Linked DNA regions of Hordeum vulgare: region 2 is linked to region 1. Evidence: chromatin contacts called from public HiChIP or PLAC-seq data. All regions are on one chromosome and are shown on one strand. Each heading gives the region's core, a stretch centred on a gene start, on an enhancer-like site or on the middle of the called end of the contact. The rest is flanking DNA. Distances are from core to core; before and after follow the strand shown.

Region 1 (7,824 bases), core at 2,956-5,455:
ATTGACCATCTTTGATCAACGAGCTAGTCAACTAGAGGCTCACTAGAGACAATGTGTTGTCCATGTATCCACACATGCATTTGAGTTTCCAATCAATACAATTCTAGCATGGATAATAAACGGTTATTATGAACAACAAAATATAATAATAACCAATTTATAATTGCCTCTAGGACATATTTCCAACACTTCTTGGCCACCGGATCACCATGGCCACCCCCAATGTTCGGGTGCTCCATTGGCTTGCTCTCAAGCTCCCTGCGACGCTGCTCGCCTCCTTCCGATGTCGTCGCCCACCGATTCATGTTGCTGCTTGCCTCCTTCTGGCACCGCGTTCCTACACAATGGATAAGCGCGAGCCATTCCACGTGGTTCCTTCGATTTGAAGGTATCTATGGGTTCCGTATATAGGTCAAATATTCGCCCGCTGATTCTTATTCCAATTACTTACCAAACATAGAAATGAGGCCCGGTGACTGGTCCGACCCATGTAATGTGTATTATTTTTGTCATGATAACCAATACACATCATTATAGACACATTAGGACAAACTTACATTTGGACAAACTGTGTATTATTTTTATCATGATGACCAATACACATAATTATAGACACATTAGGACAAACTAGTGTAGTACCCGTGCGTTTCCACGAGATAACAAAATGTGTGTATCAAGAAAAATGTAATGTGACATGAGAAATAAACTATCCACATATGATCTCTCATGGTCCTAAAGTGGTAGATAAATGCATCTCATTGTCATCCTCTCCCCTCCCTCTTCTCGAGAGGACACTCAACCTCCTTCCACAACCCTTTATCTTCCGTGTTATCTTCCTCATCCTTCGCCTTGCACTATCTCTACTACTAAGTGTCTTTTCCAATCTCAGTGTCTGGCGAGAGATTAAAATTTGCGATGATATTTAATACTATACAATCAAATTTTAAGACAATTTTTTTGTATCTTCTATAAAGATTGTCACACGGGCACATTCCACACACTAAAATATGATGGTGCTTCAGTTATACAGTACAATATTCAAAACACAGCTGTAGTCACCAAGCCGTGTGACTAAACGGGCTTTCAGAATAATTGCTTGTATCATGTTATAGGCACGATCAAGAATAAGAAGAAACATTATATCTGAATCGGTAAAGCAATATACTTTCAATCTCTATCGGACCATGTAACAGTGCCCTTGTCTCATTCTGATGGAATGATTCAATGGTTAATGTTATATAGTCCATCAGAAACTTCAAGCAAAGAAATATTCTTGATACAACTCAAGATTTTAGCCTTTTTGAGTTATGGAGCAACCAATCAAGATTAACATCTGCCTTCCAAAGTGCATGTATACAATGGAACACGTGAACAATATGAAAGTAATAGATTGTACCACACATATGTATGCAACCTTTTTTTGTTATGCACTCCCTCCGTAAAGAAATATAAGAGTGTTTAGAGGCATAATTTATACACATAAGAATATAGGAACGATTGATTGCAAAAGAGCTTTGGAGGAAACATCACAAGCACCATACTCATTAATTCCACTCACAAGAATTTCCTCGCAAAATTTCACAACTTCATAAGACATCATTAAAAATCGTCCGTCAGTAAATAGATTGCTCAATCCAGACATCGTATGAGCACATACTTAACATTCCAAACAACCTGGATTCATATTCTATATAGAAGAATCAAGTAGACATGGAAGTATACTATATACACATAACTCGTTGAATCCTGTAACACAATTTGAAAGGTAATCAGCCACATTTTGACACCATTCTCTCAGCTCTTAAATACGTCATAATTTTTGCCTACACAGTTTGCAACATACAGATTTCCTGTCATAATCTACTGATAGATACTCAAAAAGCAATGAACCAAGCCTGAAGCCGGGTTCCGCCCATTACTTAAAATCAAGAAATATTGGAGACCGGTGTAGTTATCTGCCAATTTTCTTGTACGATCAAGACAAACCTCTACCACTTCTGTTTCAACTTCTATGAAAAGAACCCTTCAAGCTGTCAGAATTCCTATTTTTGAAATTTCTTCTTAAGTCCATTCTCTGAGTTTCGATAAGACAACTTGAAGGACCCTGAAATAATATATGAGGCATACAACCGAATATACAAATTAATTAAGAAAAGAAGAAACCAACAATGCGAGAGTTTTATTTAGTACTCTCCTGCTCATCCACTCATGATATAGTATATTATACCCTACCTGCGTGGAATCTCATAAAAACAAGAACTCAAACCGTTCATGTAACTAAAGTAAATTGATGGTCCTAATATATGAGTGGACGTGCTTCAGTTTAGTTACTTACGTCTTGTAAATTTGGTATGAGTTGGTTGCATCATCAATTGCACACCTTCTGAGATGACATGTTAATTAACGGGAAATAGAAAATATGGTTTCCTGTTTTTAACTTACTATTGCACACATTCTTAGTAAATAGTCAAAATAGCTTGCATAAGTCTGTTGTTATGTTGTAGATCTATACATATTATGGCATCTGAACCCGTTAGAATCACAATCATTTATGTTGCTGGCATTGGAGATGGGAAGCGGCTAACCCAATCACTCTCACTATTTCTAGGCATTTGAAGCACATGGGGTATATTTGAGTGTTGCCATCATCAATCGGTTCTATTTGTTCTGAATCAACTTATTAGTTTCTCGGTACTTGCAGTATATCCTTAATTATCACTGTGGCATACATGACCAATAAACTAACCAGCAACAATAAAATTAAAAATTAAAAATGTAACTTCTTACTGGGTTCCTTGCACAAGTGAAGTGGCAGGTTTGAATCACTCCAGGAGATCGATGAGCAAGCAAACTACGTTCATGCAATAGCAATCTCTAATGACTGGTATCCTCAATCATGGAGAGAGACATTAATTAGCAGAGATAAAGGGGGGAATGAACGAGAGATACCAGGAGGAATCAGAGAGAGAGAGAGAAACAAGCGATAACACATTGCACCACCGCCTCATCGTCTCAAGGTTTATTGCCACCTAAATTTCTCATTTTTCCATCCCAGCTCGTTCTTGGGAGTTGGAACGTCACCCCATCTCTTGCAATGCCCACGCACCCTCAGCACGGCAGCTTGACCTGCCCAATGATCTCCACCACACACCTATACCGCATAGCAAGCAACCAGAAGCAAAAATATGAAGCAACAGCAAAGCTAATAGTCATACAACACTGACCAACGGCAACTGGAGCTCTGTGAGGCCCCCGTCAGTACCATCGAAGACCACCGGCTCAAAAAGGGCCTACCATGTACAAGTGCGTGACGCCGGAGCCGAACGCCAGGTTGCCGTCGTGGGCGACAAAGTCGAAACCGTTGGGCCCGACCACCTCCTTCACCGTGGGGGCGTCGGGACGGCTCCAGTCGACGGCCCCGTCAGAAGCCCGCGCCAGCGCGACCGCGGCGCCCCCCGCGCCGGAGCCGAACGCGAAGGTGTCGTCGCCTGCGACGAAGTCGACCTCGTTGGGCCCGACCACCTCCTCCATCGAGGGGGCGTCGGGGCGGCTCCAATCGACGACCCCGCCGGAGGCCCGCAGCAGCGCGACAGCGACGCCCCCCGCGGGCGCAAAACTCGTAGCGATGCACGGTGCAGACGAGCGCGCCTTCGACATTGAGCGACCAGACCTGGACCTCGGCATCGTGGTTGTCAAAAGGGATTGCCTCGATTCCGTGCACAACCGACAACAGCGGCCAACGTGACTCAACTCCACGTCCTGGCCAACCCAGGCGGCCGAATCAGAGAGAGGAAGATGGGGAGACAGTGGAGGTTACTACACCTGGGCCATACGCCGCCATCGAGTTCTGAATCCTGCACCTCAGCGGTCGCCTCCATCGACAACACGATGAACCGTCTTGCCGACGGGGTGTGAGAGACCTGAACACGAGGCGTGTCAGGTTGGGCCTCTCTCAGACGCCATCGAAGAGTTCCGGCGGAGGGCGAGCACACGTGGATGACGCAGGTCGGCAAGGAAGCCAGTGAACGCAACATGGAAGGAGATGGCCAGTGGCCAGGGATGGGAAGCGCGACTTGTGTATTGGATGGAGCGACGTATGGGTAGGGGAATCATGGGTAGGGAACTGGAAGAGGCGTGCGTGCCGGCGTGTGTAGCGATTGCGTTACAGGCTTTTTCGACGTGCGCTAGTGGGACCGAGGCGGGGGAGTAGCGATCGCGCGACCGGAGAGTCAGGGGGTCGAAGGTCGAACCATCACGACAGGGAGGTAGAGGGTTTTCTATGTGAATCGATTTTTTCCTATATTTAATCAATTTGTTTTTTTTTGCGACAATAATCAATTTGTTTTTGAAGGAATGGAAAAAATCGATGAAACTAACGAGGGGACCTTTCGTGATCGAACCATCACGGTAGATCTCCTTTAATTGTAGAGACTTGACAAATTCATTGATTGGTGACCAATACACACAATTATAGACACACATTAGGACAAACTTCGTTGATGACCAATACACATAATTATAGACACACATTAGGACAAACTCACGCTTGACAAAAGTTATTGGTTAGTGACAAGTAAATCAGTTAGTAAGGAAAAGAAAAAAAAAAGATACATCCAACCGAGAGATATTTTTCTTCTTTTGCTACTATCAGGAGAGAGATATTTTCCAATTGTGAGGATGGAGAGACCAGAAGAAATGCACTTGACATTGTACTCCCTCCGTTCCAAGTCATTTAAAAAGATTTTATTAGGGCTCTAAAATATATTTATATACATCTATATGTAAGTCCACTAATGAAACATCTAGAAAAAGATATATTTAGGAACGGAGGAAGTATAAGTAGAATTTTATAAGAACAAAAAAAAACTTATTAAGGAATAAGGAAATGGAGGAAGTAATTTTGTTAAAACAGAAATCTGGATGGAAGGAGAACCCCAGATAATATGGCAATAGAGATCCTGGTCTAAAGGCAAAGCGTACATGATAACAGTTATTATTCCAACTGGCTACACCGAGATCGTAAGAAGGGAACAGGTCGCCTAAACAAGTCCATTTCGCATACTACTACCCCTCGACTTCCGCCGGAGCCATCGAGTGGTATGAACTCCCTAATGCCTCGTTTGGTTAATGTGGATTGGGAAGGGTTTGAGAGGAAAATCCCCGAGGACCCAGAAACCCCACAGATCCTCGCGCGTCCATTTGGTAGGATTGGTTTGCTTAGGCCAATCCCCTCCGTTCCCCTTTAATCCATTCCTATTCATGTGTTTCAAAACCCTCCTCAGAGGAGGAGTGGAAGCAAAACCCCGGGATTTGACAGGATTGGGTGAAAAAAAGGATTCACCCAATCCCGTGAAATTCCTCCCTCTCAAAACCTTCCCAATCCCCCTTAACCAAACGAGGCCTAAACTATGTCCGAGAGCACGTTGGCGGCGGCGGACAGCGCGGCGCCGGTGATGGCGCACTGCACAATCCGCTCATGCGATGCGTTGTCCGAGGTCAGCGCGACCGCCGCGCCGGTGACGGCGCCCGCCAGCGCGCTGTTCTTCCAGTCGTGGGCCCCGCGCACCTCCGTCAGTCCGTAGGTGAGGCCGGAGTGCATCCCTGCCGCGAGCCCTGCAATCATCGAGTCTTCCAACATTAACAACGCTCGACAACCTCAAGTGCCCGCAGTAACATAAGCAAAAAAGGGGGCACTGTTTACCCCACTGGAACGACTCCTTGCTCACGCTTTTCACCTGAGAAGAGCAACAGAAAACGTGATTAAGGAAGCACGAATGACAGTACCAAAATGACGGTGTTCTTGGTAGGAAGAAGTGGGCGTTGCCTGCTTACCATGTCCTCCGCTGACTTGCTGTTGCTCGTCCCTCCTTTCCAATCAAAAAGAAAAAAAAAAGGAGAAGGAGACGTACGTCAATCAGTCTGAAATGAGTAGAAATCAAATCGCCAATCAGTTCTGATAAGTGAAAAGTGGAGTTACCATTGAGGTCCGGGAACGTCCGTTTCCTGCTGCCGGTCGCGTCAGACACCGCTCCGGTGCCCCCAGATTCGCCTGCAGCAGCAAAATTAACCCAGGGCCAAAAACAGAGTGACACATCTACATAGGCCAGCAGCCGAAGCAGCAGTTGTTCTGATGACACTAGCATGAATGGTCTGTTACCTTCGATGGCCATAAAGTAGGAGTCCCGCGCGACGGCCTGCATCGCGCCGATCTGTCATCGCAGGAGTGTTATCTTCACAACAAATTACGCATCATACGAACGATGGAGCAAGAGTAGTACAGCACATAGCAGAATGGATACCCCGGCGGCCTTGACGAAGCTGTCGGCGACGCGGTTGAGGAGCGGGTGGCCGAGTTCGAGCATCCAGTTCTTCTCCAGGCCGCGCACCTCCTCCACGAACTTGCGCGCCTCGTGGCTGCTCATCTTTCTCCCTTTTCCCTACGCAATGCTAAGCTACGGAGAAATGCACAAGCACTGCAGGCTGTGCGTGTAGTACAATGGTGGCAAAGGAACGAGGGAGTGAACTTTGATTCTTTGAAGCCCGAGGTAGGGAGCAGCGCACCACCAGTCGCCTAGGCACAGATCGACAGCGAGACGACCAGAACCCGAGAACCAGACGCGACACGTATGCCAGCGCCACGGACGCGTGGTCTCTCGCGGTTACTCGTGGCGCTCTTCTGGAACATGCGCTAGTGCGCTCGTGATTCACGGTATCAGTTCAGTTCAGGACTGACCCGTTTCTCCACGCACCATTTTTTTTAAGAGCTGTGCGCCGGCGCGTCGGTCGGATCGTTCGGCCGATCGTTCGTGCGTCGTCCAATCCGGCAGCTGTACGCGGCCCGCGTCGTTACATTTTTATGCAGTAATTTTTTAATGTAATAAATTTCGTTCATGATGCAGCCATTTTGTCAATGGTTGTAAAAAAAAATTGTATCTAAAAAATATCTACGTAATCATAGCAAAAAAATGAAGTTGATGATGTGTGATAGCAAAACAAAAAAAAGTTGTAGCAAAACAATCCGATGAACTCGGGTTGCAACTCTGACAAACGTGTATGCAATTATTTTATTAAACGAATGCAGCAAAAAATGATGCCGGTTGTACCAAAAATTAACATGATTGTAGCAAAAATCAAACGTCGGTTGTAGCAAAAAAATTCAACGAACTCGAGTTGCAACCAAACGTGAATGTAATTTTTTTAATGAACAAGTTGCAACAAAATAGAAAAAGGCTTGTAGCAAATTTAACCGCGTTTGTAGCAAAATTTGCATTAAAAGGGTTGCATATGTGGACCAGTGTATCAAATTTATACATGATTGTTACAAATCTGCACTAAAACAATGTTGCAAGGCTGCTCTCAGACGCGCGAGCCGCGAATGGCCGATCGAACGGTTCAGTCGACGCTCCAGCCACAAACGTTTACTTTTTTTAACGTACAATCACAGACGACCACGTACTCGTACCACGTATAACACGAACACTATTAGCTTCGAACGTTTTTAGGACGAATTTGATGACGCAAGGATATCAGGTTCAGTGATGCAAATTTAGTTGTTAAGCATAATAACTTTTTTTTTACGGCAAGTTTCAGTTTTTTTTTTTAGGTTTTTTCTTTTTCTTTTTGGGTGACAACTCTAGTTATAGAAAGTCAGGATCGAAGTGTTTACTGCTATACATATATCAGTTATTATTTAAGTATTTCTATGAACACCTTTAAGATATTGTCTGATATTACATTTTGAGATTGACGAGGTAACAATATGTGCCTTGTAATGAACATAGTCGGAAAGTTTAACATAAACATAAAAATACGAATGTTGTTAAA
Region 2 (7,824 bases), core at 2,088-4,587, 260 kb before region 1:
ACTGTTCAATCACCATTTGCAACAGTAATATATAAATGAAAATATAGGTCAACGATCGATCATAGTTTCATTATATTGCCTCTCTAATCAAAAACATTTCCGTTACATTACCTTCTCTAACTACCAAGATCGACTAAAACATTCGTACTAGGAAACTAGCTCTGGTTTTTTGCATTTCACAGTTATTCCGCACCTTTCGCGCCACTCGAGATCGAGGTGTCCGTTGTATTTGTCAGAGTAGTAAAGAAAACCTCTCTTACTGTTAGTTGGGCACTGTCACAGTCTGCTCGTGCTGATAATAAATGATAGACATGGTTTTTCTTCAGACACTTTCATCAACTTTATCCAATGATAATGACAAAAAACTCAGTATGAAATCATCTAGGTCGCCTTCCAGGACTGAATCGGGATCAGACACTTCATAGTTTGTCCGGAGATCTTTGACCATTCGGTATGGCTACAACAGAAGGAAAACATGTCAGTTTGATCTGAAGAACAATGATAAAAAATATGCCACAAGCTTAAGATTTTACATTCAAGAACATCTCTATCTGCACTATATGCTAACTCATTTCACTATTTTAATAGCCAAACGCTATGATATTTTTCACATTTTTTCTAAAACTTTACTATAAAGCTTCATGGCAGAAAATTTAAGTAAAACACATACTGAACAATGTAGCTGCATGGCAAAGTTTGTACGATGCAGCTTCTTTCTTGATTCTTAATCAACAGCATGTGAGGACGCAAACAATTTAAAAGGGCTGATGAATGAAGTGGAGTAGATAATGCAAGCTAAAGTTTTAAGTTTATCCTTGCCAAAGAAGTTAACCTAATCTTATTAATCTCGAAAGACGGAAGCCTCACCTGTAGCACATACGATCTTATTTGGTTTCCCCAGCTTATTTCAGAGAGTGATTGCGTGTGCTCTGCATTCATCTGTGCTTGACGGGTAATCTCAAGCTGGTCCAATCTAGATTGCAGCACAGCCATTGCTGATGCCCTATTCATATGTTGTGACCTGCATTTTTCTTAAACAAGTTAGTACACATATGTTATACGCAAGCAAAGGATTCAGGAAGTCCCTATTGGTTACCAGTTAAGAGATATATGATACAGTGCTGGTTATATTCAACAGATTGATAACATATTTTTCTTGAGCTATGATTAGATATTTGAATTCAAAACGCATCAAAACTACCTTTCATTTTGACAAGTTGCCGTTGTACCAGTTGGGATGTGCACAATTCTAACAGCACTTTCTGTGGTGTTGGCATGCTGGCCGCCGGGTCCACCAGAACGGAAGCGTTCTATCCGAAGATCCGATTCATTTATCTGGTATCGGCTAGAGGACTCACCAAGAATAGGTATTACAGCGACAGCAGCAAAGGAAGTGTGCCGCCGCTTTCCACTGTCAAATGGAGAAATCCGCACTAATCTGTGAACTCCTATTTCAGATTTGGCATATCCAAATGCATACTCACCGTCAACTTTGATAGTAGCCCTCTGGAATGGCAGGTATTCAGTATAAGATCAACAGTTTGCTAAAATCGGCCTCAAATGAAAAGTTAACAGATAGTAAAAAGAAATGAGAGCTTAATGTGCACATGGCTTGATTTCACATTCGTTGTCATCTCTATAAATGGATAAAACTGGTAGTAATTATGAATAAAGTGGTGAACTGACTGGATTCAGTGCTGGGAAGCGATGAAAAAATAAACGGGCAAACCTTGATTCCTGCTAGTTCACCAGGCATTTCTTCTATTACAGTGACTCTGTATCCCCGTCGCTGAGCCCATGATTTGTACATGTTCATAACCATGGCAGCCCAATCCATGCTCTCAACGCCACCGGCTCCTGCTTGGACCTGGTTATGGGATCATGCAAGGAATGCCACTAATAACATTACTATAAAGCTTAAAAGAAACATTACTGTTCCAATTTTTGGGCTACTGTACAGGCTACAGAGTTATAGAGTGAGCACTGCACTAAGAAATAAGAATTGCTTAAGATAACGAGACGAACATACCTCAATGAAGCAAGGGTAAGGGTCATTATCTCCAGAAAGCAATGCGTTGAGTTCTTTCTCCTTTGCTTCTCTTCTCATATCGGCCAATGCTCTCATGGATTCCTGCACAGGATAGTTAACCGGCTATAAAACAAGCAGCTAGTTTGCACCATGAAGGGTTCCAGCAAAGATCCATGTAAGTGTGTTTGGAGCTCAATACAATGTAATTATGTACAAGAAGCAATGTATTCACCGTCTCAAGTTCATTGTCACCCTCGTCACGTGCAAGCCTCAACATATCGATGTGCTCCATCAACTGTTGCTCGAATTGATTCACTGACTTAATCTTGCCCATGAGCTCGCCTTGTTCACGACTAACCTTCCCAGCAAAAACTGGATCCTCCCAGAGGTCTGGCTTCTCCAATACCACAGCCAACTGCTTCGACCTCTCCAGTAACCATTTCCACTGCGAAAATTAAAACCCAATTCAAGAAGCTTAACAGAAGCAAGTCCACACAAAGACATTCCAACATCTATACACAGCCACTCTACCAACAGCTACGCAAAAAATGTGGTAAGTCCACATAAACACATTCCAACACCTGATCCTGCGCCACTCTAGCTACCTGGAACTATGCAAAAATGAGCTTGAACAGAGATCGTTGCACATGCGCACAGACATACGCGTGCACCTGAGAACGAACGGTAGGTGTTTGTCGATATGCCCGAAAGAAACAAGCACATCAGATGCACACCCCAACCCTACAAATCAATAACACTCGACGCCCTGGTCGATTTCGAGTACGGAAGACAGAGGGCAACAAGTGTCGTACAAGATTGGACCTTGAGACGCTTCTTAATAAGCCTGATGGACTGCGCGACGGCGGCGGCGTGGCTCCGCCAGTCGCTCTCGGCATCGGCGAGGATCGTCCACCCCTTGTCGGCAATAGAGTCGACAGTCAGGCCGTCAACCGTCCTCGGCGCCTCCACCACGGGCGCCGGCGAAGAGAACCACCGAGTCGGCTCCAGGAGGGGGCGTGATCTGACGGTGGCAGGAACGCCATGAGTGGGTCCCAGGAGGGAGGACATGGCAGCTCCATGTGTGAGGAGGTGGTGGGTAGGATTCGGCGTCCTGGAGCGGAGGTGGGAGACGAGGACCGCGGCCGTTGATCTGGTTAGGAGGCGGGAAGCCATTCCCGTCTACTCCGACGCTGGCTGCGGGGAGGGCTCGACAAGTAGTGCTAGCTTGTATTTCCTGTTGGATGAACCGGAATAACGAAAGACGTTTTCGCTGGCGGAAGGCGACTCTCTATGGAAAATGTTTTTTTCTTGGCCCAGCCCTATTTTCGGCTGTTTTTAGAGAGAAGTTATGCCTCGAACCAAAGTCCTCTTCAACCGTTGATCCGATTTTTTAAACTGTTTTTTGTGCTGATTTAGAAGTTTTGAATGCTTGCCAAGTTTATCGTCGAATGACATTCATGTAAGTTTGTGACAAAAAAAACTCTACAAAATATCTAGTGTAATGCCTTGAACCTGCAGGGTAAAAATGCACAATATGGGCAAGCATTTTTTTTGAAAGAAATGTTTGCCTATAGTATGTACTCCCTCCATTCCTAAATATAAGTCTTTTAAGCGGTTTTAATAGGTGTCTACATACGGAGCAAAATGATTGAATCTATACTCTAAAGTATGTCTATATACATCCGTATGTAGTCTATTAGTGAAATCTCTACAAAGACTTATATTTAGGAACGGAGGGAGTACAAACGTTAGGGTAATGCCTATGCTAACTAACACAAGCGAGGTTCCTTATATCGAAGCCATAAATAACAAAAGTGCAACACCGCATGCCAACGATGCTTGTGCAAGTTGGAAAGAGTGAAGGACATGACGTATGGAGCTTATCAATTCCGTCATATGATCACTGGCAAGTAGACCAGCCTCCGAGATTTCAACATTTATCGCGTGTGCACTTGGACTAGTCCTCTCACCTCACTTTCACCTCCAGCAGGGTGATCCACTTCCCTCCACACTATTCGTCATGCTTATCGACGTGGTCAACAATGTGTTGGGACGTGTCGCTGAAACCAGCGTGCCATGGCGCCTCACCCCACGCCACCTGACGTGCGCATGCGCCATAGTTGACGTGTTGCATACACGAGTTGAGCGTGTGTGACTATAAAGGATTTGTGTGTCCAACCTTGTTTGTGCACACTTGGATCGATGTCGGTGTCAAAACCGATAGACCTCGGGTAGGGGGGCTTGAGCTATTAGATCAGATCGATGGGTAACAGGAGACAAGGGACTCAGTGTTTTTACCCACGTTCAGGTCCTTTCGATGGAGGTAAAACCCTACTCTTGCTCTTATTTGTATTATGGATGTATCAAAGTAAGAAGTGGATATACCTCGAGATCGTGAGTTGTGGTCTAAACCCCTAACGATGATGATGAAAGAATCTATGCCTCTACGGACTAAACCCTCCGGCTTATATAGGCGTCGGGGGTATGTCGGGTCATACATGGTCGGTTGCCATCTATGAATGCATGTTGAATCTATCAACAATCTTGGAGTGCACGTTAGGTCCTCACAGAAGTCTCATGTCCCCATGCCATAAATTTGAGGCCTCTGGAGTACTTATGCTGGTAGTGGTTTTGGTAATTAATCACAACATATGCATCATTGGACTAATGAGTTTATTCAAGTACATTTCAAAAAAAAAACAAATATGCTTTGGCTATAGGATTGTGTGGAGATGCCCCTTTGATACAAGGAAGGAATAGGATTGGTTAAAGCTTCAAGCAAGAAGACTCTTCATTTTATACTTTGTGAGAAATCACTTTGAGTCCATAGGAAAGCCAATACTATTAAAATGGATGAGGTATTATGATGAATTGGTTGCTCAAGTGCTTAGAGATAGCCACGGAAAATACTCAGCCACTTTCCCACAAAATATATCTGTCCCAAGCCACATATGCAAAATCGGTGTCACCAATATTTCCTACTCGGCCATACCGACTTTACACTTAGACAGATCATATGCCAAACCCACCATCTCGGTACAACCAACATTCCTATCAGTGTCATCGAGATTGGGTGACCAACATTCTGTTGAGATGATTTAAAGTTTCAGAATTTCCGAGTTTGAAATCGGTCTCATCGAGTTTGGAAACCGGTCTAGGTCATCGTATTGGTACCATCGAGATTCCTATATCGGTCTCACCTAAGTTGCCACATTTAGTGCAACTCGGTACCACCGAGATTCATTTTGATGTCACTGAGTTGGGCAATAATGTTGTAACAGATGGATTTTGGGGGATGCCTATATATACCCCTCCACCTACCTCTCATTCGTAGAGGAAACACTCAGAACACACTTACACTTGCCAGGTCCACTTTTCTGAGCGAGATCCACCTACTCATGTGTTGAGATCAAGAGATTCCATTCCAATCATTTGAACCTTGATTTCTAGCCTCCCAAAGTTGCTTTCCACAAGATCAATCTCTCCTACCCCTGCCAAATATGAGAGAGTGTGTGTGAGTGTTGAGGAGACTTTCTTTTGATACACAAGAGCAAGGAGTTCATCGTTCTAACACATCTATTACTTTATGGAAGGTGGTGCCTCTTAGATTGGTTAGGTGTCTCTTGGGAGCCTCCTACTTCGTGTTGTGGAGTTGAACCAAGATGTTTGTAAGGGCAAGGAGATCGCCTACTTCATGAAGATCTGCCGTAAGTGAGGCTAGTCATGTGTGGATGGAAGCCGTGGTGGAATAGACAAGGTCACTTCTTCGTGGACCCCTTGTGGGTGGATCCCTCCGTGGACTCTCGCAGCCATTACCCTCCGTGGGTTGAACTCTCCACTAACATAGACGTACGATAGCGCCACCTATCGAAACCATGCCAAAAATCGTCGTGTCAACCTTTGCGTTTGATCTCCCTACCTTACCCTATACTTTACACTTGCATGTTTTACTTTTCGCTGCAATACTCTTAGATATGCATGTGTAGGGTGTACTTGACTAGTCATAGTCACTAAAACTGGCCCACACTTCAAATTGGCAAAAGGACAAGTTTTTATCTTGTCAAGTAGTCTAATCACCCCCCCCCCCCTCTAGACATACTTTTGATCCTACAAGTGGTATCAGAGCTTTGTTCTCCATTGCATTGGTTTCACAACCTAGGAGAGTATGGCATCTAGTGAGGGAAATTATCACCGTAGAGGTCTTTCGATGGCACTAATTTTGCTTGTTGGAAGCATAAAATGAAAATGCAAATTCTTGGTCATAATCATGCCGTTTGGGCTATTGTTCTTGTTGGTGTGCAAGGTGCTTTCTTGAGAGAAGGAAGAGAACCAAATCATGATGCCACAACACAAGAACTGAAGATGTTGCAATTCAATGCTCAAGCCCGTGACATCCTATTCAACTGCTTGTGTCCCGAAGAATTCAACAAAATCAGTCGCCTTGAGAATGCAAAGGAAATTTGGGATGCTTTGATCGATATGCACAAAGGTACTGATTCTGCCGGAGAATCTAAGTTGGATGTGCTTCAAAGTCAGCTTGACAAGTTCAAGATGAAGGATGGTGAAGGAGTCGTTGAGATGTATTCTAGGCTAGCTCTCATGACAAATGAGATTGCCGGCTTAGGAAGTGAAGAGATGACCGACAAATTCATCACCAAGAAGATACTTAGTGCTTTGGATGGAAGATACGACACCATGTGCACATTAATCCAAATGATGCCCAACTACAAGGATCTCAAGCCTACTAAAGTCATCGGAAGGATTATTGCTCATGAAATGTCTCTCAAAGACAAAGATGAGTTGCACAAAAAGTCAAGCGGTGTTTACAAAGCTTCAGTCAATGCTCCCGCTACTTCAAGTGGCAACCTTATTACCAATGAAGAGATCGGCCTCATGGTTAGAAAATTCAGCAAGTTCTACAAGAGTAGAGGCGAAGAGAGAATCTCAAGCTCAAGATATGATGAGAATTCGTCTAGTCGTGACCAAAACTGCTACAACTGTGGAAAGCCATGACACTTTTCCAATGAGTGCTCAGCTCCCCACAAACGAAGAGAAGAGTCAACTAGAAGACGAAGCTCAAGAGACGAGTCACCTCGGAGAGAGAGAAGAAGTAGAGAAGATCATTATGAACAAAGACACTCCCGAAGAGGCATAGAATCGAAGAAGAAGGACAAGTACACCAAGAGTAGTTCAAGAAGAAGACATCAAGCTCATGTTGGTGAATGGATTTTTGGCTCCGAGTCTGACAATCACTCCGAGAGAAGTTATCACTCCAACTCTAACTATGGTCAAGATGAAGGTGTTGCCAGCATTGCACTTGTTTCCTCCAACTCCTACGACTTATTTGATTCACCAAATGAAGGGATTGGAAACTCCTTCATGGAAAAAGGCCCCAAGGTATCACACCCCGAGTATTTTGACTTTGATAGTGATGAGGATGACTTGTTAGGGGAAGATGACTTGCTCTTTGATAAGACTAATGATAACATTGAAAATGAACTTGCTAATTATCATACTAGTCAAGAGAAATTGAATGATGATGGTAAGAAAGAGACTGAACGAGTAACTAAAGAATTAGACACTCTTAAGTTAGCTCATGAAACTACTCTAGAAGATCATAGAGAGCTTGCAAGAACTCATGAGAAGCTACGCTTCGAGAAGCTAAATTTAGAGCAAGAGCATGAGTTCCTAAAAGCAATCAATGATGATCTTCGAAAGAAGAGTTCCTCTTATCTAGCCAAATGATTACTCTTCTCTACTTTTTGATCCACAAGTTAAACCCAAGAACACTAGTA

What was found. HiChIP or PLAC-seq counts read pairs in DNA pulled down with a chosen protein or histone mark.
Region 2: an H3K4me3 HiChIP or PLAC-seq map of embryo shows a contact between it and region 1, with 5 times the contacts expected there. The contact joins the promoter of LOC123448836 here to the promoter of LOC123448835 in region 1. A contact is called at or near these places in 1 of 6 Hi-C or Micro-C datasets (leaf) and 1 of 1 datasets of contacts at active chromatin or transcription factors (embryo).

Annotation. Positions count from the first base shown.
Region 1 is chr4H:430,932,940-430,940,763 of MorexV3_pseudomolecules_assembly, reverse strand. It overlaps LOC123448835, which reads right to left and starts at 4,205. Exons shown (of 4, transcript XR_006631933.1): 1 at 3,823-4,205; 2 at 3,295-3,670; 3 at 2,950-3,151; 4 at 1,664-2,104. LOC123448834 (outer envelope pore protein 16-2, chloroplastic) reads right to left here and starts at 6,630. Exons shown (of 6, transcript XM_045125855.1): 1 at 6,300-6,630; 2 at 6,158-6,209; 3 at 5,978-6,049; 4 at 5,833-5,867; 5 at 5,702-5,735; 6 at 4,945-5,613. The coding sequence starts at 6,422. The coding sequence ends at 5,402.
Region 2 is chr4H:431,189,147-431,196,970 of MorexV3_pseudomolecules_assembly, reverse strand. It overlaps LOC123448836 (peptide chain release factor PrfB2, chloroplastic), which reads right to left and starts at 3,337. Exons shown (of 7, transcript XM_045125857.1): 1 at 2,852-3,337; 2 at 2,262-2,474; 3 at 2,030-2,131; 4 at 1,730-1,867; 5 at 1,202-1,506; 6 at 868-1,021; 7 at 45-457. The coding sequence starts at 3,202. The coding sequence ends at 323.